2 separate regions of the Mus musculus genome follow, and region 2 is linked to region 1. Evidence: chromatin contacts called from public ChIA-PET data. All regions are on one chromosome and are shown on one strand. Each heading gives the region's core, a stretch centred on a gene start, on an enhancer-like site or on the middle of the called end of the contact. The rest is flanking DNA. Distances are from core to core; before and after follow the strand shown. Region 1 has its middle 8.3 kb from the start of Klrb1f. Region 2 has its middle 28 kb from the start of Clec2m.

What was found. ChIA-PET counts read pairs in DNA pulled down with a chosen protein or histone mark.
Region 2: a contact with region 1 is called in an RNA polymerase II ChIA-PET map of memory CD8 T cells, with 3 times the contacts expected there. The contact joins two enhancer-like sites. A contact is called at or near these places in 9 of 39 promoter capture datasets (the C10 cell line, the HPC-7 cell line, cranial neural crest and 6 more), 1 of 15 datasets of contacts at CTCF or cohesin (large pre-B cells), 2 of 484 Hi-C or Micro-C datasets (the Ba/F3 cell line and CD4 T cells), 2 of 115 datasets of contacts at active chromatin or transcription factors (large pre-B cells and memory CD8 T cells) and 1 of 9 other capture datasets (adipose tissue).

Annotation. Positions count from the first base shown.
Region 1 is chr6:129,033,931-129,041,261 of GRCm38.p6, reverse strand. No RefSeq gene overlaps it. Among named protein-coding and RNA genes, the nearest start is that of Klrb1f, 8.3 kb to the left of the region's middle. Within about 2 kb of position 4,646, at least 74 of the 459 cell types and tissues checked have an H3K27ac peak or open chromatin away from gene starts, as enhancers often do. A contact at or near this core is called in memory CD8 T cells, where this site is marked.
Region 2 is chr6:129,300,583-129,307,913 of GRCm38.p6, reverse strand. No RefSeq gene overlaps it. Among named protein-coding and RNA genes, the nearest start is that of Clec2m, 28 kb to the left of the region's middle. Within about 2 kb of position 3,438, at least 7 of the 459 cell types and tissues checked have an H3K27ac peak or open chromatin away from gene starts, as enhancers often do. A contact at or near this core is called in memory CD8 T cells, where this site is marked.

The sequences.
Region 1 (7,331 bases), core at 3,397-5,896:
GAGCTGGGCAGTGGTGGTGCATGCGTTTAATCCCAGGACTTGGGAGGCAGAGGCAGGTGGATTTCTGAGTTCAAGGCTAGCCTGGTATACAGTGATACCACAGGGTTGTTGTGGATAGCCCTGGGGATGATTATATTTGATATTAATTCCTTTCTCCTGTGAGTGGTTGCAAACAAGGAATGAGTCAGCACTCAGGTGATTTCCTATAAACCTGCTTCTCACCTTAATTTGTAAAATAAAGAAGAGCTGATGACTGGGCAGATAAAAGGGAAGGTGGAGCAGAAGGTGACAGAGGGAAGAAGGAGAAAATGGAATAGGGAGAGGATGCAGAGGAGAAGGAGGAAGAAGAAAGGCAGAGCAGCACATGGCCTGGAGAAACTGCAAGTTCTAAGGGGTCTCATAGATGTGGAAGATGGTAGTGTAGTGGTAGATCTGCCCATTCTAGGTACACAGCATGTATTCATATTAATTGAGTTGTGTTTTCATTGCAGGGACATATTTGGGTTGGAGATTTACTGCAACATAGGGTCACCACAGAGAGGCTAATTTTCAATGAAACAAAACAAAGGGCATGGATGAGCTGTTCTGGTTTGCTTGCAGACCCCTGAGAAGTGTTTCTGTTTTGTGATACACGAGTTACCCATGGGCATATCTCAAGTTCAGAGCCCAAGATAATAGCGGTCACAGATCATAGACAGACAGAAGGGAGAGGGAGGCAAGAAAATATGTTTGAGAAATAAAATAGCCTCTCATCTGAGGAAAAATTACCTTAAATGAAGAGCCCATGTGAAGACTAAGAGAGGTGAATGGTTTTTCAGATGCCCAAATCATAATGAAAAAAAAAATCAATTTATGTTGATACACAGAAACACCAAAAAATTGTGCAACCAAAGGAAAAAAAATAAATACTTCTTAAATTAAAGCATCACAGATATATATGCTGCTTGGGTAATAATTTTATTTCTTTTTATCTTTTGGATATACCTATGGTGTGTGTGTGCATATGAGTATGTGTGTTCTCATGTATGTAGGTACATATCAGTGGTATATATGTGTACATGTAGAGGCAAGGACTTGATATCAGGTATCTTCTTTGATCATGCTCTACTTTATTTACTGAGGCAGGATCTCTTAATCAACCCATGTAAGACTCTGGAGAGCCTTAGCTTAGCAGGGACTCCCTAAGTGAACGACTAAGAGCTGGGAATCAATGCAAAAAGCAAGAGGAATTTATTGTTCCAACATGTTGGGGTCTCCCTGCACATAGAGAGAGAGAATGACCATGCACAGCCCATCCAGTGAACCTTTATACAGTTCTCCAGGCAGCAGCCATTAGGTACAATGTGATTGGCAGAACAGTGTGACTTTTAAACTGATTGGTCTATAGGGAATGAGGTGGGTGGAATATGTCTATGAGCTCCAGTGGTTAGTCCCTCCCCCCTGTGGTCTGAGGAATGTGTAATTAGCCCCTCTCTTCCAGAGGGGAGGGGTGCCTATATTCTTTATGACCTTTTCTTCCAGGAGGGGAGGGGTCCAGTGGAATTATCTAAAGTTCCTGAGCTGACCTCTTCACCCAGAGATCATTGATTCCATTAGTCTAGTTAGCTAGCTTGCTCCAGCGATCCTTGTTTGCACCTCTCAAGCAATGGGGTTGTAGGTGGGTTACCATACCTACCAGGCCTTTGCCCAGGTGCTGGCAATCTGAAGTCTGATCTCACTGCTCACATAGCAGGTGACTGACCATCTCTATTCCCTTCACAAAGGAGTTTTAAAACTTGTCATAAACATGTTCATGAACACCACAGAGAACAACTATAGGAATGCAATGGATACATTGTACCAATGAAGATGTAGAAACTGAAAATAATACCAAACAGAATTTCTGGAATAAAAAATGTAGTAACTAAACTGAAAAAATATATTAATTTTAAAGAGGGATTCGAGTAAGGCGATGGGAATAAAAAGAAGTAGAGAGTGGGTTAATAAAACTAAGTATATGTGAAAGCCTTATGGAAAACCAATCATTTGCAAGCTAATTTAAAATTGATATTTTTAAAATTAGTTTGAACTGACTTATCCTGCATGGATAGACAATGCTACTCCCAGAAGACATGGGTTATTAAATCAGTATTTCATTTCCAGGCATGTAAGGCATACCCAGAAGTCTCCATAACTACACAGCCTGTCACCATTGGTCTTGATTGATTGTCTACCATTGTGATATGGCAAGCTCCTATTGCTGAAGATACCACATGACACCACATATTTTCAGGACAAAAGGAAAACATTCTAGAATTGACCAGGAAACCTCCAAGCTACAGGTAAGCTTTCATAAGGCAGAAATATGATAATCACAGGCTACTGATGAAAAAGCCATCAATGGTCTGGCCCTACAACATCAGTTACCCACACAAGATGATCATAGCCTTAATGCTGCTATAACGATTATGGGGTTAAACAACTATTGGATTTGAGGAGCCCTACTCCAAAAAAGAAAAATCATGCCTTGTGTTGTTAAAGGGTTTTAACCCATGGCTATAAAGGCCATAGGCCTTGAGGTGGTTTGAGTAGGAATGGCCCCCATGGATCACGTGTTTGAATGCTTAACATAAACAAAGTGGCACTATAAGGAGGTGTGGCCTTGCTGGAGAAAGTGTGCCACTTTGGGGATAGGATTTGTGGTCTCATATGCTCAGGCTGCACCCAATGTGGTACTCAGTCTCCTACTGTCACCTGTAGATCAAGATGTAGAACTCTCAACTTGTCCTCCAGCACCATGTCTGCCTTTATGCCACCATGTCTTCTGCCATGGCAATAATGAACTAAGGCTGTAGGCCAGCCCTAATTAAATGTTTTCCTTTATAAGAGTCACCTTGGTCTCTTCACAGAAATGAAACCCTAAGACAGGCCCTAAGGAGGAAGCCACTATTATTGTTTTAGATAACCAGCCACATTGTCTAAATATCCACGTTTATACCCATAGATTAATGCTGGCTTCCACCTTGGTCTGAGAAGCTTTCTTTTGCAGTGGGCCCAGGCTGAGTGATTCTTCAGTGGCCTCAAAGACTACTGTAACATTTCCTGATGAAAACATCCCCAAATTTTTGGAGTTATGGCCTAAAACTGAGGAAATGTTATCATGTATTTCTTGCCTGGAAAATCTAGGGATCCAGTGTTGAAGCTGTTGGGCAGACATGCTTAGTGTCAGTCTCACCCTCAGGCACAGCATCCAGGCAGGGAGCTCACTTAGGAGGTAAGAAACCAGAGCTCCTGTTGACCAGGACAGAACCAAGACATTTCTTGTTTCAATGAGAATCAGAACTGTCCACCTTTGGGGCCTCTACTTCTAATTCTGCTTGACCTATTTTGTCTCCTGCTTTAATAGCGTAAGCTTTGATTCTGTGTCTCCTCCCTTAACAGTTTAAGCTTTGAGTCTTGTATCTCAGCTTTTCCTCACTTTTAGCTGAGGCTCACTGCCATCTTGGAATTTGGTTGAAAATTAGCAAATGCAGTAGTGAAAGTCAGCTGGATCCCCCCCACCCCCCACCCCACTTGGTTTTTTGAGACAGGCTTTTTCTGTGTAGCTGTGGCTATCCTGGAATTCAATTCATAGACCAGGCTAGCCTGAACTCAGAGATCCACCTTCTTCTGCCTCTTGAGTTCTGGTTTGAAACGCATGAACCACCATGCCCAACTAGAGACTTTTTTATTCAGTAAAATTAGCTAATTTCTTCTATATTTCCATGAATTTTGAGAATATGTATAATCGCATTCATATTGAAGTATAGACCCAGAACCCACCCCAGTACCTCATGTCCTTCTGTAGACACTCCTTCCCTGTGTAACCCAGCCCATGGCATCCTTCTCTTTCTGCTCTTATACACTTGCTTTTTAAGAACACCATGGGCTAGATCCCTGCAGTAGCAATGCATCTGAGAGCCATGCACAGTGCACTCCACAGCTGTGTGTCACATACCAACACAGCTGGATACAACAGGAGATTCCAGGGCAGGAGAGATGTGAGGCATGAGCTGGGATTGCACAGGATGCATCTCACACCCTAAAAGAAAGACAGTGTTGCAAACAGGCCAGGAAAAACTAACAGGAAACTGGTTGGTAAAGTGTGAGCAGAATGAGAACAGGATGCTGGCAGTTAGAATTTCCCAGCAGAAAACCGCGGCTCTGTGGTCAGATTCTCTAACTAAGGTGCAAGGGGATGTGAAAGCATACATTTTTTTTGCAACCTACTTTTAATAAGTTATCAACCTCTCCTCTAGCCCACCACCCAGCAGAGGTAGTAAAAAAGAAAAGATATTAGAATATGGGGGAAGTGGACCTGTTCAGCAGTAGTTCTTTGGGGGCAAGCTTGATCTTCGTTCTCAGCAGTTCAGTCCTGTAGCAAACTTCAAATGAGATTCAGCAGCTGCAGACCAATTCTCTAGGCAGGCAGACACCAGGCATGAACTAGCAGCAAATGTTCAGTCCTGTCAGCAAGCAGACACCAGGCAGCTGCAGTTCAATCCTGAAGAAACAGCCAGGCTCACTAACTGGCCTGAGGTGAGGCCACAGGAGCAGCAAGCTACTGCAGGAACCTCATCAGCAGTTCTTGGGTGAGCATCTCTCAATGGCAGTGTTACCACAAGTTGAAGTCAACAACTCTACATAAGGTGAACCAATGCATGCATGTCTTTAGTGAAGAAGAGCCAGGCAGAGCAAACTGAACCAATGCTCAGTGCTCATCTCCCACTGTCTGTGGGCTCATATTTATACTCCTTCATCCCAGGTCTTTTCACATGTTCACTAAATCAAAACATCCTTTCACCTGTGTCTGCTTCTGGAGAACATTCTTTCCCCTGTTTGCTTTAGCAATACATCCTTTCAACTGTCCCAGAAAAACATCATTTGATACACTAACTTTCCAAAGAAACTGGGAATTTCCACTTCAGGGGTGGGTGAGTTTTTGTTATCGTTTTGATTTGGATGGGGATGGTGATGGTGATAGTGAGGTCACATATGTGCCTGGCCCACATTTAGAAGTGAGAGGACAACTATATGCAGTTGTTTCTCTGTTTTCACTTTTGTGTGGATCCCAGGGACTGAACTCAGGTCACCAGGCTTAAATAGCAAGCACCTTTACCCACAGAGCTGTCTTGCTGGCCCAAGGACAATTGAAATGGCAGAGAAATGCTTTAAGGATAATGTGAGATGACCAGCTAATCCTAGTTTGGGGACCTCTGGAAACAGAAAGCTGAGGAAAATCTAATCAGTAGAAGATATGGGCAGGTGCAAGCATGACATCCAGTTTTCCCTTTTCAATCCTTTTCCCTAGACCTAAGTAATTTTGGTTTGCTCTGTCACAAGCTCAGGGAAATCTGAGTTTTTGCAAAATGCAAGGTTTAACTCACAAAGCTGCTGTAAACACAGGCAGGTCTTTTAAGTAAATACAGTCAATTCCCTTCTGAATAGGAGGACCAGGGCTTATAGTCAAAGTAATCTCCTTTTTCAAAAAATCCTAATTGCTTTTCTCTATTTCACCCTATGCTTAGTAACATTGAGCAGGTTTAATGTATGTATTTACTAAGCATGTGCCATTTTTGTTCAATTTTTGGATCGTTTTTTAAAATGAGTGTTTATAAGGTGTATACATTTTATTAGGTGTGTATGCATGTGCACTGTAAAGTGGCCGAGTGGACAGTTCTTAGGTAGAGAAAGGTCACAATCTTTTCTGCATAGGATGCTAAGACAATTGCTTCCCATAGTGAAGCATCCCAAGGTTATAAGCGCAAACCTCATGCAGTGTACAACTGAATCAAAATGGATCACAAACACAAACATGAAGCCTAAAAACTTAAATCTACTATAAAGGTTAGAAAATAAATTTCTGAATGAGAGCTTGACTTAAGCAAAGATTTTTGGGGTTACAATACCAAAAGCTTTACCTATGTACCAAAAATACATTGGGTTTAGTGTAATGAAAACTCCCTCCTCCGGTCTCTGAATAAGAATAAAAAGATAAAAAAATTATCTGGCAGCTTCTCTCTCTCTCTCTCTCTCTCTCTCTCTCTCTCTCTCTCTCGGCAGAAAACATTCATGCTCTCTGTAGTTGGCTTCTTGTTTTGGTTAATCATAGATACTGCTTGTCAGGTTGAAAGAACTTCCTTTAATTCCTAACATGTTGAAAGTTGTTGCTGTAGGTTTATGTTCAATTTTGCACAAGCTTTTGCTGAATTCATTAAAATGCTCATTTTTATTTTCTTATTTTGTTACTAGGCTGAAGTACATTTAGTTAGTTAATTATAGTTAAATAGGAGATAAATATATAGATACATATAGAGATGGTGAATGATAGATAAGCAGATACAAAGATAGATACATAGAGAGATATACAGGTATAGAGATAGATAGAACATGGTATAATATTGAACATTGAAGCTTCAAACTCAATATTTAGCCAAGAATAGCCTTGAGCCCATGACTCTTCTGCCTCTGTCTCCAATGTTGGATAATGGTGGTATGTGGCACCACATGTCACATAGTGATATGGGTTTGTTTACTTTTTTCATAATCACTATGATCCTTCCTTTCATTAACATTATGATCCCTTCAGTCCTAACCAAGTCTATTCTTATGAAACTGAATCTATAGGGAACAATAATTTTGTTGTTGTTATTGATTCTTGTCAAGTGTGACCCTTACTCTTTCTATTTCTAGCTCTTTCAATGTCTCTATTTCAAGGAAGACTCCATCACATGAAATTCTGTTACTGTTTCCTCACAGACTGTAGTGTGCACAGGAGGCCAGGTTCAGCATCCCTGGGAAGACGACATCCAGCAGGCTCATATACAAAAGACATATGTCTGTCCACCTGGGGGAACTGTCCAAGGCAGAGAACAAAGAGAGAAAAACTCCAAGAAGGAACCTTAAGGAGGATGCTGCAGCTTAAGGGAAGTAAGGACAGTGAAGAGTCATATGATTGGAAAGGAACAGAGCCCCAATGGCACATGGTTTCAATTAATATCTTCAACCATGGTCTGAAAATACTAAATAGACAGTTCTAGAATATGTGATTTCGAAGGTTTCAATTGTGGGTTGTTCTGAATAGCATGATAAAATCTTGTACATCTTTTCTAGATGTTGCTAGAGTAAATATACCCTGATATTGTTTTATAAAATCAACTTTAACTACATCAATAAATAATCATAAGTCTAAGCACAGACAAATATTGCCAACAAGACTTAGTCAGTATAACATAAACTATTAATTAGTTCTATTATTAGTTACTAATATTATAGACTATTAGTTAGCTAGGGTGAGTGTCCATTCTTTTTAT
Region 2 (7,331 bases), core at 2,189-4,688, 270 kb before region 1:
AAGCAAATGGTCTGAAGAAACAGGCTGGAGTAGCAATTCTAACATCGAGTAAAATTGAATTCCAACCCAAAGTTATCTAAAATGACAAGGAGGGGCACTTCATACTCATCAATGGTAAAATCTACCAAGATGAACGCTCAATTCCAAGAAGACATTAAGAGCCTGCTTTGTCTCCGGAATCTAAAGGTTCTCCCTGACCTCATAAGAAAAGGTTACATACTTGGAGCTGGGATTTTTGTTTAGCAATACATGGTTTCTAGGAACAGCTTTATCCTGCTAGGCAGTGTATTTCCCCTTCTAACACTTTTTTAAACTTAGTCTTTTAAATATGGCTTACAAAGTAGTTGTTTTCCATATGACTTTTTCGTACATCCTTATTTCATGTCCTTCAACTCTCTTACCATCACGTATACTTAAACCTTCCCAACCCCAGTGTTCTCATCCCACTTACATTTTATATAATACATTATCCCCAGTTCCTTAATACATAGCCATGTAAATGGCCCCATTCTATTTTCCTAGCTTCTAGGGGTGCTACAAATTGAACACACAAAATTAGAGTCTAAACTAGACTCTAATTATATGAGAAAGACTCTAATGTCCCATGAGAAAGAATGTGGCACTTATCTTCCTAGTCTGGTTTACCTTGGTATAAACTTTTTCAGTTCCATCCATTTACCACCAAATTATTCATTAACCACTCCATAGTTGATGGAAATCTGTGCTGGTCCAATTTCCTGGCTATGGTAAACAGAGCAGCCATAAATAAGAGACGAGAAGCTTTCTCCCTAGTAGGAGACAGGGTCCGTTGGATACATGGCTATAGGTAGAACAGCTGGATCATATATTAGTTCTGATCAGTTCTGTCTCTAGGGTTGTTGTTGTTGCTTTGAGTAGTCTCCACAATGATTTCCAAAGTTGTAACAATTCACAGCCCCTGTCTGTCTCTCTCTGTCTCTCTCTGTCTCACACACACACACACACGCACACACACACACTATATGAGGCTGCCCATTTCTCCATGTTTATGCTCATAAACAAATGCTACTTCACTCTGAATCAGAGAATCTTTTCTTCATAATGAACATCAGTAGATGAAAAGACTTGTGTTTGGCCAAAGTACTGAGAATAAGTGATAGTTGAGTTTCAAGGAACATGACAGATGGAGTAGAAAGAATATAAGCTCTAAAAGATAAAAATGAGGACTGCAAAATTATATCTGTTTTGCATGACACATGCATTATAATCATGACCTAACAGTAACTATGATTGCCTACATAAGACCTACATAGGACTTGACATATCAGCAGTTATTAATGGTTCAGAGAGGGATTCACAGGGCTTATCACTCCCTACTAAACTATGGGATACTGATGTAGTCTGGGAGTGGCAGAGCCATTATCTTGAGCTGTATATACACTAATGAACCCACTAGACTTGGATGGATAGTTTAAAAATCACTATCACACCAAGAGTACTAGTTAAACTCAATGAACCACAAAAGGAAACATGAATCCGAGGAAGGGATACTTCTGGAGGACTGAGAGCTGGCCGGGATGGGAGGGATTGGGCTGAGAGTAATCAGAATGTACTATGTACATGTACAAAGTCATCAACCAATAACATTTATCAAAAAAGTTGTTTGGTCATAATGATCTACCTATGATCACAGAACTCAACATGCATACACAGGAGATCTATAGTAAGCTGGCTAGCTAACATAGACCAGTGAGTTCTGAGTCAGTGAAAGAGTTTGTCTCAGTTAATACAGTAAAATATGGTCAAGGAAGACCCCAGCATCAACCTTTAGCATCCATATTCATGTTCATACATGTGCATGTACACTCACACATTTATCTGTCTATCCAGACACATTTGAATAAATATACCATGTGCATATACATGCCAAAAAAGGTCATCTTTATGGCAATTGCACAAAGGAAGGAAGAAGGAGTAGAACAATTGAAATTAAGTTTTTACTAATCTGAATTAAGATTAATCATAATTCTCAAACATTGAAAGGATAGATGAAAATCACTTCTAAGTATAGTAAGTTGAAGTTGTATGATAAAAAATAAAAATCTATTTCAATCTAAAAGTGGCAGTTAACGAACACAAAGGAACCACAGATAAAACATGGAAAACAAATAACAAAATCGCAAATCTAACCTGTCCAAAATTCTGACATTCTATTAAATATAAATAAATGTATTAATCAGTTCAATCAAAAAATCACAGAATAGCTAAATTGATAAGAAACTTGATCCAGTTAAATTCAGTGTTCTAGGAAAACAGTTTTACTAAAAAGCATAATGGTTAGTATGAAGAAAAGTGGTTTTATTAAATTAGTGATCAGAAGAATGATGGGATGAAATGTTTCCATGTGATGAAACTGGCTTCAAGAAAAGTATTGATAGGGTCAAAAGTGATTCTTAAAAAACCAACAAACTCATACTACCAGAAAAGCATAATTTAAACATAAGACCATCTGAAATCTAGCTAAATTTTCTGAAAGAAAAGCTGACCTAATTGAAGAGAGAAGACAGCTTAACAGCAATGGCTGGGTAATTCCAGAACCTCTTTCAGGAGAGGAAAGAATGATACAAAATGTGAAAAAGAAAACAGATTACTCAATAATCATAGAACTATATCTACCAGACATCTATAGAATGTTTTAGTTAAAAAAAAATGTAGATTCTTCCCTAGGGAATATAGAAAATTCTCCAAATTACAGATATGTTAGGTCAAAATAAGTTAAACCTTAATCAGTTTACAATGACTAAGTGTGTTCTCTAACAAAAATGAGTTAATATTTTAAATCTACACTAGCATGGGATGTAAAAACAAAAACATGAAGAAGCTAAATGACACAGTTATAAGTAACCAATGAGTCAAGAAAAATCATGAGATAATGTATAAAGTTCTTTGAAATGTATGAAAATAAACACACCACATACACAAACTTATGAACTATGAAGAAACCCTTCTCAGCAATGTATTCTTCAAAATACACAGATATTTTTATCCAGATTTAAAAAAAACAAAATTAGTCAATAATTAACCTTTTACTTTAAAGAACTAGAAATAAATCAGTGAAAAAAGAAGGTAAGCAATGTCTCTCTCTCTGTCTGTCTGTCTCTCTGTCTGTCTCTCTCTCACACACACACCCACACACCCCCCCACACACACCCACACACCCACACACCCCCACACACCCACACCCCCCCACACCCCCCCCCCACACACACATGTGCAAGTGACTTCCCTAAGCTCATGAATTAACAGCAGCAGATTTATATTACATCCATTTATGCTTTCCTACCCAGAGCTCTGCCCCCTGCATTCTAAGAGATCTGTTGGGTCTTTTCTATTTCAAGGTTTTACCACTGGTATGTATGAAGCTCTTTTGTTTCTTCTTTATCTGATCCTGCTATTCCCCACCCACTTCTTTAAACTATATTTGTAGGTGACTTCTCTATAGGACTTGGCCAGCAATACACTTTGTCTGATGTGGTTTTAAAATTTCCTGTTACAAGATTTAAACAAATATAAGTTAGGAACACGGAGTTCCTGGGCTTGAGTGTGAAGATCAATAACAAAGATGTCTGTGAAGCAAACATCTCAATCATGCTGCAGGTTTTCCTCCTACACAATAGGCAACTTCCTCCTTCATCCTCACCCCCTTCTATGGGCCTACCATGATTCAGGAATAGAAGGTTCCAACATGAAACTCAGAAAATGGAGCCTAACTGAGGCAGATAATGGTGGCCTCAATTCTATACCAGCAACTGAGTTATAAAAGGCCACTAAGATATAATAACTAATGTGTATTAAGAAAAAACTTTCAGGGCTGGAGATAGATCATTCAGATGGTAAAATGCTTCATGTTGTACAAGCATAAGGACTTGAGTTCACATCCTCAGATCCCACATAAAAAGCTGAGAATGGTCACATCTATGCTCTCTTGTCACCGTACATACAAGGAAGAGCTGTGATTTTCACATCTACCAAGGACCAAGGAATGGCTCCCCTGACCTCAGATATCCACAGACTAGGAATAAGGCAGCAGCCACCGTCCAGCCCCTGAGAGGTGTCAGAGGAAGCCAGGCAGGACAGAGTTTAAGGACTATTGGAAGATGCAGATGCTACAATAATCTAATTAAAAAAGAAATAAGCATCATACAAACACTTTAATAAATCATTGTGAATACTCTCAAAACAAATAAGTAAAAATATGCACAAAGAAGTAAAATGTTCAACAAAAGTTACATTTCAATGAACTCAGTTGCATAATTTAAGGGGTAGAAAAAAGTTCCATGAACTTGGAAAAAGAAATAAGAATAAACCATCTAAAAGAATAAAGTACTTGATCAATTAGATTTTTTTAGTTAAACCCCTTTGTCATATGAAAGGCCCCTGAAAAGAAAACAGGAAGGAAAAACTAAGAATAATATTTTCAGACACATTCTCTGTGGAGACTAGTATCCAGCGTATATAAAGAACTTCTCAAGATCTTAAGGTAACAAACCATGTAGAATTGGGCAGAAGACAAGCATTTTATTTTAGAAAACAGACACATGGGAACATTAACAATTAAGTACTATTGAGTATGAGGAAAACAGATTAAACAAACATGAGGGACCACAGCACACTGTATAAAATAGGCAAAGAAAAGAGACAATACCAAAGGCTGGCAACAATATGGAGAAATTGGCTAACTACAAATGACATTTGTATTACTTTGTCTCTGGAATGGAGTTGGGCAAGTTCTGAACTTACCAAGGGATTGGTAAGAGACAACAAGGGAGGGGAATGATTTAGGATATAAAAGACCAATAAAAAGATTTGTCCTTGTCATGGTTTGTATATTCTTGGACCAGGGAGTGGCACCATTTAGAAGTGTGGCCTTGTTGGAATAGGTGTGACCTGGTTGGAGTATATGTGTCACTGTGGCTATGGGCTTAATACTCTCTCCTTAGGGGCCTGGAAGTCAGTCTTCCACTAGCAGCCTTTGGATGAAGACGTAGAACTCTCAGCTCTGCCTGCACCATGCTGCCTGGATGCTGCCATGCTCCCACCTTAATGAACCTGTAAGCCAGCCCCAATTAAATGTTTTTTATAAGACTTGCCTTGGTCATGGTGTTTGTTCACACCAGTAAAACCCTGAGACAGAAGTTGGTACCAAAAGTGGGTTATTGCTGTGATAGGCCTGACCATACTTTTACTTGAAAGAATGTGGATTTGGGGACTTTGGATTTGGAACACAGTGGAATGCTTCAAATGGGGCTTAATGGGTCATCCTAGTAGGAATATGTAAGACTTTGTTTCTGGGAGTAATTTGAACTGTGTTGACCTGACCCAAGAGATTTCAAAGGAGAAGAATTTCAGAATGTGGCATAAAGACTGGTTTTGTGGTATTTTGGTGAAGAATGTGGCTACATTTTGCCCTTGTCTGAAAAGTCTGCCTGAGGCTAAGGTGAAGAGACTCATATTAAGTACATTGACAAAGGAAGTTTCAAAAAAGCCCAGCAGAGATGTTGTTCTCTGGTTGTCTTATGAAGAGAAGTTTGAACAAGCATAGCAAGCTTAGAAAGGAGAAATATAAAATATATGGTTTGAGTAGTAAAGTGGTACCAGGAAGTGAAATGGAGCAAAATCCTGTGTTCTAAGAAATAACAGATTAAGGGAGTGGGACCTTGGGGCAAGATCCTACCCAGCTAAATTTAGATCCAGGTATGGTGGTATACACCTTTAATCCCGGGAGACAGGCATGCTGATCTCTGTGTTCAAAGTCAATCTACAAAGCAAGATCCAGGATAGCCAAGCTTAGGCAGTGAAAGATTTGGAAAACATAAAGCCAGTGATAATGTGATAGTACAAGGGGGTCATGTTCTAGTTCCTGCAAGCAGCAGAACTTGGCAGCTTCAGCCATGTGGCTCTGGTTCTAGAGTTAAGAATGGAAGGAACTACTGGTACAATTGATGCTGGTCAGCTGGAGCTAAGAAATTAGCAATGATTAAGAAGAGACCAGCATCACTGAGGTGAAATATTCTGGGAACTGTTTTCTGGGAGCACAAAGAAGCTGTGTTCCAGAGATACCCAAGGTTGTACCTCATGCTGCAGCTGGACTTGGGAATGTGTAAGAGTCACCCAGGTGGTACTGGTTTTGAAGGCATGAAAGTGTCATGAAGTACAGCTGAGGCTTGGCATTGTGAGAGGTCATAGAAGGCCATTGGAGAAGGTGTAGCCTCAGCTGTAGTTGATGGCCCAGGACTGAAGGGGTCATGCAAAGGATTTGAGGCTTGGCCCCATGAAGAGAGCCTATGAGAGGCTACTGGTGAAGCCTAGTTGGAGTAGAACACCCCAGTTTATTGGAGATGTCAGTACTGTGGGGTGATCACCAAGAACAGCAGCCATAGTGGAGTGGATCAACCTGAGCTTAGAGTGCTACGGAGGGCAGAGCTAGAGAAGTGATGCCAGCCGTTAGGAGGAGCCCAAAAGATCACGTGGAATCCCAGACATTGAAACAAGAAGCTGTAACATTGAAATTGCCTTGGAGACCCAAAGATGTTCATGATGCCAGAGCCATGGGATACATGGTGAGGAAAACTGCTAACAGGAAGTGGAGCCAGTCCAGGAGAAAGCAGTTTGTTGCAGTCAACAAAGATGAAACAGGAGTGTTGATCTGAAGAGCGCTTTAACATCAGCCATGGAGATTCAGAGTTTAGAATTTGCCCAGCTGGTTTCCTGTCTTTCTTTGGGGATTACAGTTAAGTGATTGGATGAACCTCAAAAGATACCTCGGACTTTGGACTTTTAACATTGCTGAGACTGCTATAGACTATGAGGACTTTGAAAGTTGGACTAAACACATTTTGCATTATGCTATGTTTAAGTATGCTCCCCACCCCCCGCCCAGAATCATGTGTTTATGGGGTCCAGGGAGTTGAATGTCATGGTTTGTATATTCTTGGACCAGGGAATGGCACCATTTGGAGATGTGGCCTTGTTGGAATAGGTGTGACCTGGTTGGAGTAGATATGTCACTGTGGCTGTGGGCTTAATACTCTCATCCTAGGGGCCTGGAAATCAGTCTTCGACTAGCAGCCACATGAAGATGTAGAACTCTCAGCTCTGCCTGCACCATGCCTGCCTGGATACTGCCATGCTCCCACCTTGATGATAATGGACTGAACCTCTGAACCTGTAAGCCGGCTCCAATTAAATGTTGTTTTTATAAGACTTGTCTTGGTCATGGTGTTTGTTCACAGCAGTAAAACCCTAACTAAGACATTCCTCTATATGAATTGTACAAATATCAATATCCTAGT